2 separate regions of the Danio rerio genome follow, and region 2 is linked to region 1. Evidence: chromatin contacts called from public HiChIP or PLAC-seq data. All regions are on one chromosome and are shown on one strand. Each heading gives the region's core, a stretch centred on a gene start, on an enhancer-like site or on the middle of the called end of the contact. The rest is flanking DNA. Distances are from core to core; before and after follow the strand shown. Region 1 holds the start of ltbp1 (latent transforming growth factor beta binding protein 1). Region 2 holds the start of si:ch211-195b21.5.

What was found. HiChIP or PLAC-seq counts read pairs in DNA pulled down with a chosen protein or histone mark.
Region 2: an H3K4me3 HiChIP or PLAC-seq map of gastrula embryo shows a contact between it and region 1, with 3 times the contacts expected there. The contact joins the promoter of si:ch211-195b21.5 here to the promoter of ltbp1 in region 1. A contact is called at or near these places in 2 of 4 datasets of contacts at active chromatin or transcription factors (embryo and gastrula embryo).

What each region holds. Positions count from the first base shown.
Region 1 is chr17:24,278,616-24,283,587 of GRCz12tu, forward strand. ltbp1 (latent transforming growth factor beta binding protein 1) reads left to right here and starts at 1,666. Exons shown (of 29, transcript XM_073928505.1): 1 at 1,666-2,343; 2 at 3,334-3,404. The coding sequence starts at 2,021.
Region 2 is chr17:24,540,449-24,545,255 of GRCz12tu, forward strand. si:ch211-195b21.5 reads left to right here and starts at 1,533. Exons shown (of 8, transcript XM_001922576.7): 1 at 1,533-1,867; 2 at 2,362-2,495; 3 at 4,527-4,807. The coding sequence starts at 1,652. fam98a (family with sequence similarity 98 member A) reads right to left here and starts at 833. Exons shown (of 8, transcript XM_021474366.3): 1 at 730-833. The coding sequence starts at 770.

The DNA of each region.
Region 1 (4,972 bases), core at 416-2,915:
TGGTAAGCAGTCAGGCATGCTGTAGGGAGAAAGTCATTTGGATTACATAACTGCGCTGAACAACAAGGATCACTTTAATGAGTAAATCAGCAGAATAAATCAAGGGTTCTGTTTTAATAGTGTTGAAACAGCTGGGGAGTGCTGAAAAAAAAAAAGAGAGCCTCTTAAAGATGGACTTAGCTGGTTTAGGATGTCACAACACACTCAACGCTATTAATAATATAAGTTTCATAAAGAGTTTCGCAGTGATCCATTTTGGGTTTCCTAAAGAACTCTTCAGTGAACATTTCTTAAAATACCTTTTTTTTATAAGAATAAAGAACATTTTTAAAAATTTAAATATTTTAGGGGGAAATTAAATTGTTCAATGGTAGTAAACGGTGGGATAGTATAAGTTCTTTGTGGAACCATACACTTAATGCCAATGAAGAATCTTTAATTTTAAACAGGTACTTCAACCAAAAATGAAAGGCAAGAAGAAATTTCCCTGTAAGTATTAAGCTGGAGGATTTTCAAGCTGGTAAATCCTTTTTTGCTAGGAAATACACATATAATTGTGCTCTGGTATAAATAGGCCTTGTCATAAAACAATCCATCTAAAAAAGGCCAAGATTGTTTTCTGATCTTTTAACTTGGCCAAGCTGGTGGCTGTCAGTTGAATTTATTTATTTTTTGACAGTTTAAAAGTCGAAAAACCTCTCTAAATCCAACCACCATGGCAGGTCAGGCCAACAGAATAGTTACATTACATGCAAAGCCCATTCAAATTCTTTTTAGCCTTTAGTACATTGAATAAAAAATTACATATTTTTTCCACCTATATTTTTAACCATCAATTTGTCCTTAATGTTCTGGGATGCTGTCAAACAAAATAAAAAGTGTAATACTTTACCGTACATTAGATTTCAATCACTTTAATAACTCCTGAGCCCAAAGTGTAGTCTTTTCTCTTTCACATCTTGACATTTTGGTTTGAGTGGGATATATGTGGTTAAAGCATACTGTGATCACGCTTTTACTAATTATGTGCATAATTGTGGTTTTCTGTTTACATGAGCTCCATCTTAATCACAGTGCTGCCGTTATCACAGTATAGGTTGCATTCATGCACACTGTAAAATTGTAATAGGATTTTTGTTTAGTTTTGTACTAATATTGTTAAAGTTAATTCGTTCATTCATTCATTCATTCATTCATTCATTCATTCATTCATTCATTTTCTGGCCAGCTTGGTCCCTTTATTAATCCGGGGTCGCCACAGCAGAATGAACTGCCAACTTATACAGCAAGTTTTTACGTAGCACATCCCCTTCCAGCCGCAACCCATCTCTGGGAAATGTTCAAGTTCATGTCCAATTCTGAACTATATATAACACTTTTTCCTCCAAAAAGAGGTGTGCAGCTGATGCTTGCACTCTATGTGACAAGCTTGACTTATGATGGCTGCATTTACAGTATCAGACTTTTTTTTTTTTTTTTTTTTTTTTTTACAAACGACCCCCACCTTCAAATTCATAAGTATGCACAATTTATATACACAAACTTTTTTTTTGACTCTGGTATAAAGGTTCAGCCCCACATGTGTGTTCCAATAAGAGCTCCATCCCTGACGTCATGTCTGCAGGAGATTGGCTATATGGAGTTCGAGCACAAACTCCTGCCCTTGCACACTCACACGCGCTCAAAGTTTTCCAAGACTTTTCAAACTTCTGCTCGAGCTCAAACCGCGCGCACGCGAGCTCTCTCGCCGCCTTGACTCCCGTTTTCCCCGATTTCCGTTTCGTGCTTTGAAATTTTCTTTAACTCCAAGCATTTTCCCCCTCTTCTAAGTTATGTTTGCCTCTAAGTGTTTTCTTATGGCGAATAGATGACAGCGCGCGAGGGTTTACAACTGCTTCACACGCGACACAGTGGAGCTGCGCTTCTATAGTTTTATTTTGGTATCTTTCTATCTATAGTGTATATTTATAGTACAGAGGCTTTCTTTCAAACTTCCCCAACACTTTGACTGCTAAAGGATATGGCTATGCTCGTGTGGGACATCATTGTTTCTGTTACGTTATTAATTTCTCCGGCTTTTCTTTCGGCGGATCAGAGCGGCTTCAGGAAACTGTACGTTGTGCAACCGGGACCGAGCGGTACAGACGGGGTTCACGTGAGCTCCATTTCATCGCTCTCGGGAGCGTCGGGACAGCCACACTCATACAATGTGGAGCTGAAAGCCAGCTTCGGTGGCCAGGTCCGGACCCGCAGAATGGGTCACCAGCAGAACCCGAGCATTCCGATCCGCCAGGACGCGCAGTCTGGCCGACACACATCCAGCCATCACATGAAAGTGTCAGGGTAAGAACAGAGCCGAGTATAAAGTATTTAACACTTCATTTAGGATGTTTTAGCTTCATTATATATTTTAACAAACGATCTTGATTATTTGACAAAATAATTGACCATAATAGGCACGAATAACAGTTCAAAACATGCAAATACAGAATGAATGAGCAGGGATTTCTATTATCAGTGCTTTATGCAAAGTTGTTTTGCAGTCACTTAACAAATACACAAACTTTCAAACTATGAATAATTGTTTTTTTTTTTTTTTTTTTTTTAGACTTGTACTCGTTGAAAACTGGGCTGATGGTAGTTTAGGGTTGAATGAAATAAATGCAAAAATTAACCTCTGCAACACAACATCATAAGAAAGTTCATAGTGAGTTTAGTTATCTTTACTGAAGATACCACAGTAATATTCTTAAAAGTCATGCATGCTTTGAAACTTTTAGAAAGAGTCAACTAATGATTTTACTGTTCCATTAGAGATTTGGAGCCTTATTGCCAATGATGTGTTAGCAGCCACATGACATTAAGTAGCAATAAATTTGATAAGTCATCCAGTCTACAGCGAGTCGTAACCTTTTAAAAAGCACAGTAACATCTGTTGTTTCAGTAAGCCACGCGAGCCAGTTTAAATGTAGGCTACCGGCTCCCCTAGTAATGAACTCGATGCCCCTTAAAAAGTTTCGGGAGGCCATTTACAAAGTTTTTTTTTTACATTCCCTACAATCACACTGAGTAACAAGTGTATCCCAGCCTGTATTTCTTCATATTTTCTGTCACTTTACTATGAAGTACAGTATGAAGTAGTACAGTGGGAATAAGAGGACTGATTATATTGGAGCCTCCACCAGCTTTGGCCCCGGGCCCTCATGCCACTAGTGACAGCAGACTTACGTCAGAAACCGCTCTGGGTGGCCGAGGAGATTGACCGGGGGGTTACAGTAAGGTTAGTAGGTCCATTCAGTTTGTGTGTGATTGTGACTTTTGATGTCATTGCAGAGTGAACGTCTGTGGGGGGCAGTGCTGTGTTGGTTGGAGCAAGACCCCAGGATCTCAGCGCTGCACTAAACGTGAGTTATGATGATTTTGTGTCATGCATGTGCTTGCATTTTCTCAGGCCTTATTTCTGCACTAAAACTATTCTAAAATCTTTCTTGGACAAGAGAAAGCCCTTCATCACCCTCAAAAATAAGTTCAAAAACACTTCAGTTTAATATTGTTTCCAAAGGACTGTGGGTCTCACATGAAATCAATTATTCTAAGAATGTCAACAAAATTAGTTGAATTTAATAGTGTTGAAGAGTGGATTAAGTTTGGTTAGTCTTCTAACACAAACATTGCTGCTTCCATTCATCCTATTTAGGAAGAATCATGAAGTTTCCAACTCTGATTCTCATCATTTACTGATCACTGACTGAGGGTTTGGACTTGCACTGATGTCCCTTTGGCTTAGAACCTGTGTTATGTGCTTTTGAGCAAGACATTCAATTATGTCTTGCTCCATAGCCTTAACTGCAGTATGTTGTTGAAAAATATCCCTCTGGATATAAATGTGTGCTAAATACAAGAAAGAAAGAGGAAAGAGTAACCACAAGTATGTCAAATTCTGATGATTAATACAAAACTAGCATTTTTACTCTCCTTTTTAAACAAACAGCTTCAGCCTACTTGTGAGTTTGTGTCTGGACATACGTCATTCAAGGCTTCCTAGGGTAATGGTGTTTCTGGAATATCACCAATTTTTAAAAGGTTTATTCAGGCATTGAAAGTCAGAGAATTTATATATATATATATATATATATATATATATATATATATATATATATATATATATATATATATATATATATATATATATATATAAAAAATTTTTCAAGTCATGGAACCATGAATTTTGATCATTTTATTTTTGCTTATCACATTGTTTTTCGTTGCAATATTTGTTATGGTTTGTCTTTTTTGTCCATGCCATTTTATTTAATTTCTGCTTGTCAATTGGCAATCAAATATATTATGAGTTTTTATATAAACATAAGTTGTTTTCTTTTGTTTTGCTAAAAATGGTTGTAAGTAAATGAGACCGGATGTCTTGACTCCTTTGAGTCACAATGGCTGATCCTAAAGAGCATCTATGATGAAAATCATCTTTTGTAAGCTGTTTGGGCAGAACTGTGTGTAGGTATAGTGTGTCCACACTAGTTTTGGGGTAAATTTAAGACAGTAAGTCACTTTTTTTTTTACAATTTCCTGATGTTAAAATAGGATCCAAATCCCTCCCATTTTGAGGCCCACTGCACCATGACGTAGGAGTGCCGTTTCCCCACCCACCGAATTGATTCACAGCCACATATAAACATGTCTTCATAGTAACGCGTATAATCATATCAACAAGACAGGACGTGCGCAAAGCAACTGGGATCAAAAGATCTGTTGAGCTGGCTGTGATCATCAATCATCGTCAAATGTGTTTAAGAATGAGTATTCAAAGTTTAAAATGTTTTTAAAACAGTACATGTTTGTAATAAATTACAGCGATTTTACTGCTTTATCACCACAGCCCCATGTCAGTACAATTATAAAAGAAGATTCTTCTATCTTGGTTTTGTGGACGTTAAATCAGGTTTATTTTGTACATTAA
Region 2 (4,807 bases), core at 283-2,782, 260 kb after region 1:
CAAACACACATTCAGTTTGACTATATTTGCATTTTGAGAGGGTTTCCTGGATCATGCTGCACTTCTATTTGGGAGAATGTGAACTGACCAGTGTTGTGACACTGCAAAACGTAACTGCTTATCTCTGATATAGATTTCTAAAGCTGAATGTGTTAAGTCAATAATAGACATTATACAGCAATTAGGTACAGTCATCAAATAGCATTAAAAATACATTACATAAAACATCCAAAACCCACCCATGTTTGTCAGTTCTGCACTGATTCTAGAACAGTCTATGGACTTGATAATCTTGTAAACTCGTCTGACACAGCAGTGGTGACAGAGGTGTGTTCGTTTAGGCTATGATGATTCAGGCTATTTCTGGCGCTGGCGATATTTGAGATATTTAAGCACTGCTGGGCAGGGCTGCACGGCCCAAATCAGAACATTGATCACAGAAATCACGCTGTCAAATACATGTGCCAGTAGCCCAGGCTCTGAAATGACCTGACATACAACAGATCTCGACTACTGAGGGTTACAAAACGTTTGAAAATAACAGCTTAAAGCAGATGTAAACTACAGACGTTGAGAATAAGAGAAGCGGATCTGGGTGTCAGACCATGCAGAACACCCGGCGAACCAGAGCACGCGTGCTAATGATCACATTTGTGCCGTAAACCAAAATATAAACCTCTAATAAGACAACAGAAACACATATTATAAATGGGGACTTCATTCACATACCCCAGGTCCTCCAAAGAGTCAAGAATATCAGTAACTTCCATTGTGAATCACTCCCTCTAGCAGCCGTAACGACTGCAATGCTAGGTTGGCATAATGGGGCCCTCGTCTCAGCACTTTAAGCTGACCAAATATATGCCGGAATATATTTCTAAAACTCTAAACCATCTCTGTCTAAACAACTAAATCCATGTTTATGTTTCACGCGATATTCTAAAGATATAAAAAGACAAATAAACACAAATAACTATTTATTAAATCATGAAATAAAGCTGTATTTTAATATGACATTTTATAAATATCGGAAAAAACCCATATACACGAAATAATGCAGACTACAATGTTTCCATGTAAATCCAAAACCAGAAAAACCTGAACCAAATCGAAAAAAGTCAAGATAAATGTTTTTTAAAAAAAGGCCAAAATAAATAAATAAAAATTTGATAAAAACAAACATGAATTAGTAAATAAACAAACAAATAAATGATGTGCTATGAAATGTAACTTTAGGATAATGGTACCTTTTCGATGATCTTATATCTTGGGTAATTTAATTATTGGCATAAAAAATATTGAAAAATATTTGTTGTGTCTATGATGAAGTGTAGAAATTGTACAAACTCGAAATAAAATAAAGTGAAATATATAAAATTAATAGAATCTAAGCAAAAAAATCTAAATTATAAATTTAACAGTTTCAATTTTGTGTGAATTAGTCATTTTGCCTTTGTAAAGTGAGCAAAACAGTTTTGAACAGGCATTGTTTTGAATCGCCTATATAATGTGCGTTACTTCTCCAGTCCTGCAGACGGCGCTGTGACTGGACTCAGACTCATTTTAGACCCAAAAGAGCTCATAGCTCAGAGTGAATGGAAACAAACTCGTTACAACAACACATGTATCTATGAGATATTGATGTTTAAAAATGTACCGAGGTCCGTCGAACCCCGACTATCACCGGGCACCGGTACCTCCATCACGTTTCGGACACCCTATAGCACCTTTCGGACCTCCGCCGTTCTGTCCTCCTTTTGGGGTTCCTCCTCCGGGGCCTCGATACTGCAGTCCGCAGCCTATTCCCCCTCCGGGACGCCCGTACGGACCAGGCAATGAAAACTACAACAGAGATTCATTCTACGAGGTGCGAGTTTTTACTGTGCATTCATAAAAACAACCTGCACTTATTTGTCCCACAGATCGAGCTGATAGAAATACCGGATGTACGTTACGTCTTTTAAAATATGTTTTATTATATCTATGTCATGTATATTTATGGATTTAATGCAAGATATGCATTTTGATAGCGGTGCACGAAATAATAGTTCAATGATTTCGGTATTGTATGTGGAACTTGACATGCAATCAATGAGTGTGATGTCATGTGATTAAAAATGAGTTTAAGGATTGTTTAGCATCTCAGTAATTAATTTAACCTTATATGCTGATTTACTTTTGTTAAAAGTAATTTGGCGGTAACGTTATTTTTTTTTTTAGATTTAAAGAGAATAAAATGCATTGTGGTTTCATGGCTTTCTACTATAGGTCAATCAATGGCCTATGTTTTACTTGAATAACACATTCACAGGATTATTATTAATGACAGATATTTTTTATGTTGCTCTTTCTCCACTGCAGAACCGACCCTTTGGTGGTCTCACTACTGACCAGAGCGGTTCCACGATGATCACACCATCAAATCAGCTTTTGCTTGGTCAGTCCACACAAAACTGGTCAACTAAAAGTCTGGATGAGCAAAACCAAGAAGTCAGGTATGATTGGAGAAAAAAGTAGAGTCAAAGTTTGTTTAAAGTGAGATCAATTTGTGTCACACAACTGTATGTGGGTCAAGGGCAAAAGATCAAAAAGGATCAAATAAAAATAAATTATTAAAGCCGTATAAACTGTACTCTAATGTTGCAATGTGATAGACTTTTAATAAACATTTTAATATGTTATTGTGGCCCTAAAATGCCAGACAAGATGATGATTTGATGTATAAACTATTATACACTAAGTGACATTTTAGTTGCTGCATTTTGTGCTTCGTTTTCTCACACAGTCCAAAGACATGCGCTATAGGTGAATAAGGTAGGCTAAATTGTCTGTAGTGTGTAGGTGTGAATGAGTGTGTATGGATGTTTCCCAGTGATGGGTTGCAGCTGGAAGGGCATCCGCTGTGCAAAGCGTGCTGGAGAAGTTGGCGGTTCATTCCGATGTGGCGACCCCAGATTAATAAAGGGACTACGCTGAAAAAAAAATGAATGAATGAATGAATAATATGTACCCCTGAGCAATCTACATTTTCTTTCCATTAAATATAGCCTCAGCCTTATCACCCCGCAGCCCAAAAGAGGTTACTCACTGAAGCTAAGCAGGGCTGCACCCGGTCAGTACCTGGATGGAAGACCACATGGGAAAACTAGGTTGCTGTTGGAAGTGGTGTTAGTAGCCAGCAGGGGGTTGTGTGAGTACCCCAGTATAGTGAAGGGGAGGCTATGCTGTCAGTAAGCGCAACTTCAGTGCATTTCCATAAAACTAACCATGTAATTCTTCTTTCAGGTGAGATGTCAAACTGAGGTCTTGACTCTCTGTGGTTATTAAAAATCCCATGGCACTTTTTAGGTGTAAAAAAAGTAGGGATGTAACCCAGGTGTCCTGGCCATATTCCCTCCATCAGCCCTTATTCATCATGGCCTCCCAATCATCCCCATCTATCAATTGGCTCTATCACTAGCCCCTTTCACATTTGTGTGAACAGGCCCTTTTTGAAAATATTATTAAATTTGTTCCGGCAAGTTCCTGGAAAGAGAAGTTGAAACATTACAGGTAGTTTGCTGGACTGCTGCTCTGTGTAAAGGCAGGAGGAAAATTGCCGCAAAGAGCGCGTTCACATCTAGAACGCGCTGACATGACTCTAGCCAATCAGAACATTCAGACTCATTCACATCCACGCTGTTTCTGAAAATAAAAGCCTTTGAATCTTTTCCAGACACATTTAGCTGCTAGATGTTAGTCAGATAACGTTTCTTTGTTGTGATTAATGCCAACTGTGGAAAATCTATAGATAAAATGCTTATAAAAAAATGCTGTGAATTTACTTTTAAGCTGCTTCAGTTGTTTGACGCGTAAAGAAGTACTTCGGTGAGCGTCAGCACATACACACATTATGTACATTTTGACATGCGAAAGTGTTTCTCCATTTGTTTTTATCAAAGTTAATCAGAACACTTCTCCATCCACAGAATTTGCAGTGTAGTCAAATGTGTAAACATTTAGCTGCGGTTCGTGTTTCTGCCTTAAGATGTTTCTGGGGCAAAACAGCTGCATGAATGTTAAAGCTTTAAACAAAAGTGAAACCATAAAGCAAAAGCCTGAACCCCTTCTATGTTTACAAATACAAGTGCGGCTGTTAAGAGGTCAATTTTGGTCAGAATATATGGGTATTTTGGAATGGATGTGTTAATTGGTCTTTTCTTGAAAAAATCTGGAACGTCTGTGCCTGTCTCAACATCGTTTTTTTTAATTATTTTTTTATTTACCGTTAAAGTCATTCTGGATATTTACTGGTGTCAATGTGTGAAAGGGGGTCATACCCACTCCTACAATGACTAGTATGTGGTGAGTTCACTGGCTCTGTAGTCCCGTGGCTGCCATTGCATCATCCAAGTGGATGCTGCACACTAGTGGTAGTGTGGAGAGACCGCCCTCATGATTGTGAAACGCTCTGGGTGTATGGCCATACACAATAAATTTGCTATATAAATACACATTACATTACATTTCTTTGTGCTTCTAAATAGAAAAAAGGCAGAGGAGTTTCTCCGAATCCTGGGGGCAAGTGACCGTATTGAGCCAGCAGGAGATAAAAATGACAGCACGGATCGTACAGCAGACAAACACTCGAGTCGAGCACGCAGTCGGAGCAGAGGAAGGAGCCGCGCTCGCAGTCGCAGCAGGAGTCGTGGCAAGAGCCGGGGCCGCAGTCGAGCTAGGAGCCGCGGAAAGAGTCGAGCTCGCAGCAGATCACGCAGTCGCAGTCGAGGTAAAAGCCGCACAAGGGCCAAAAGTCGAGCCAGGAGCC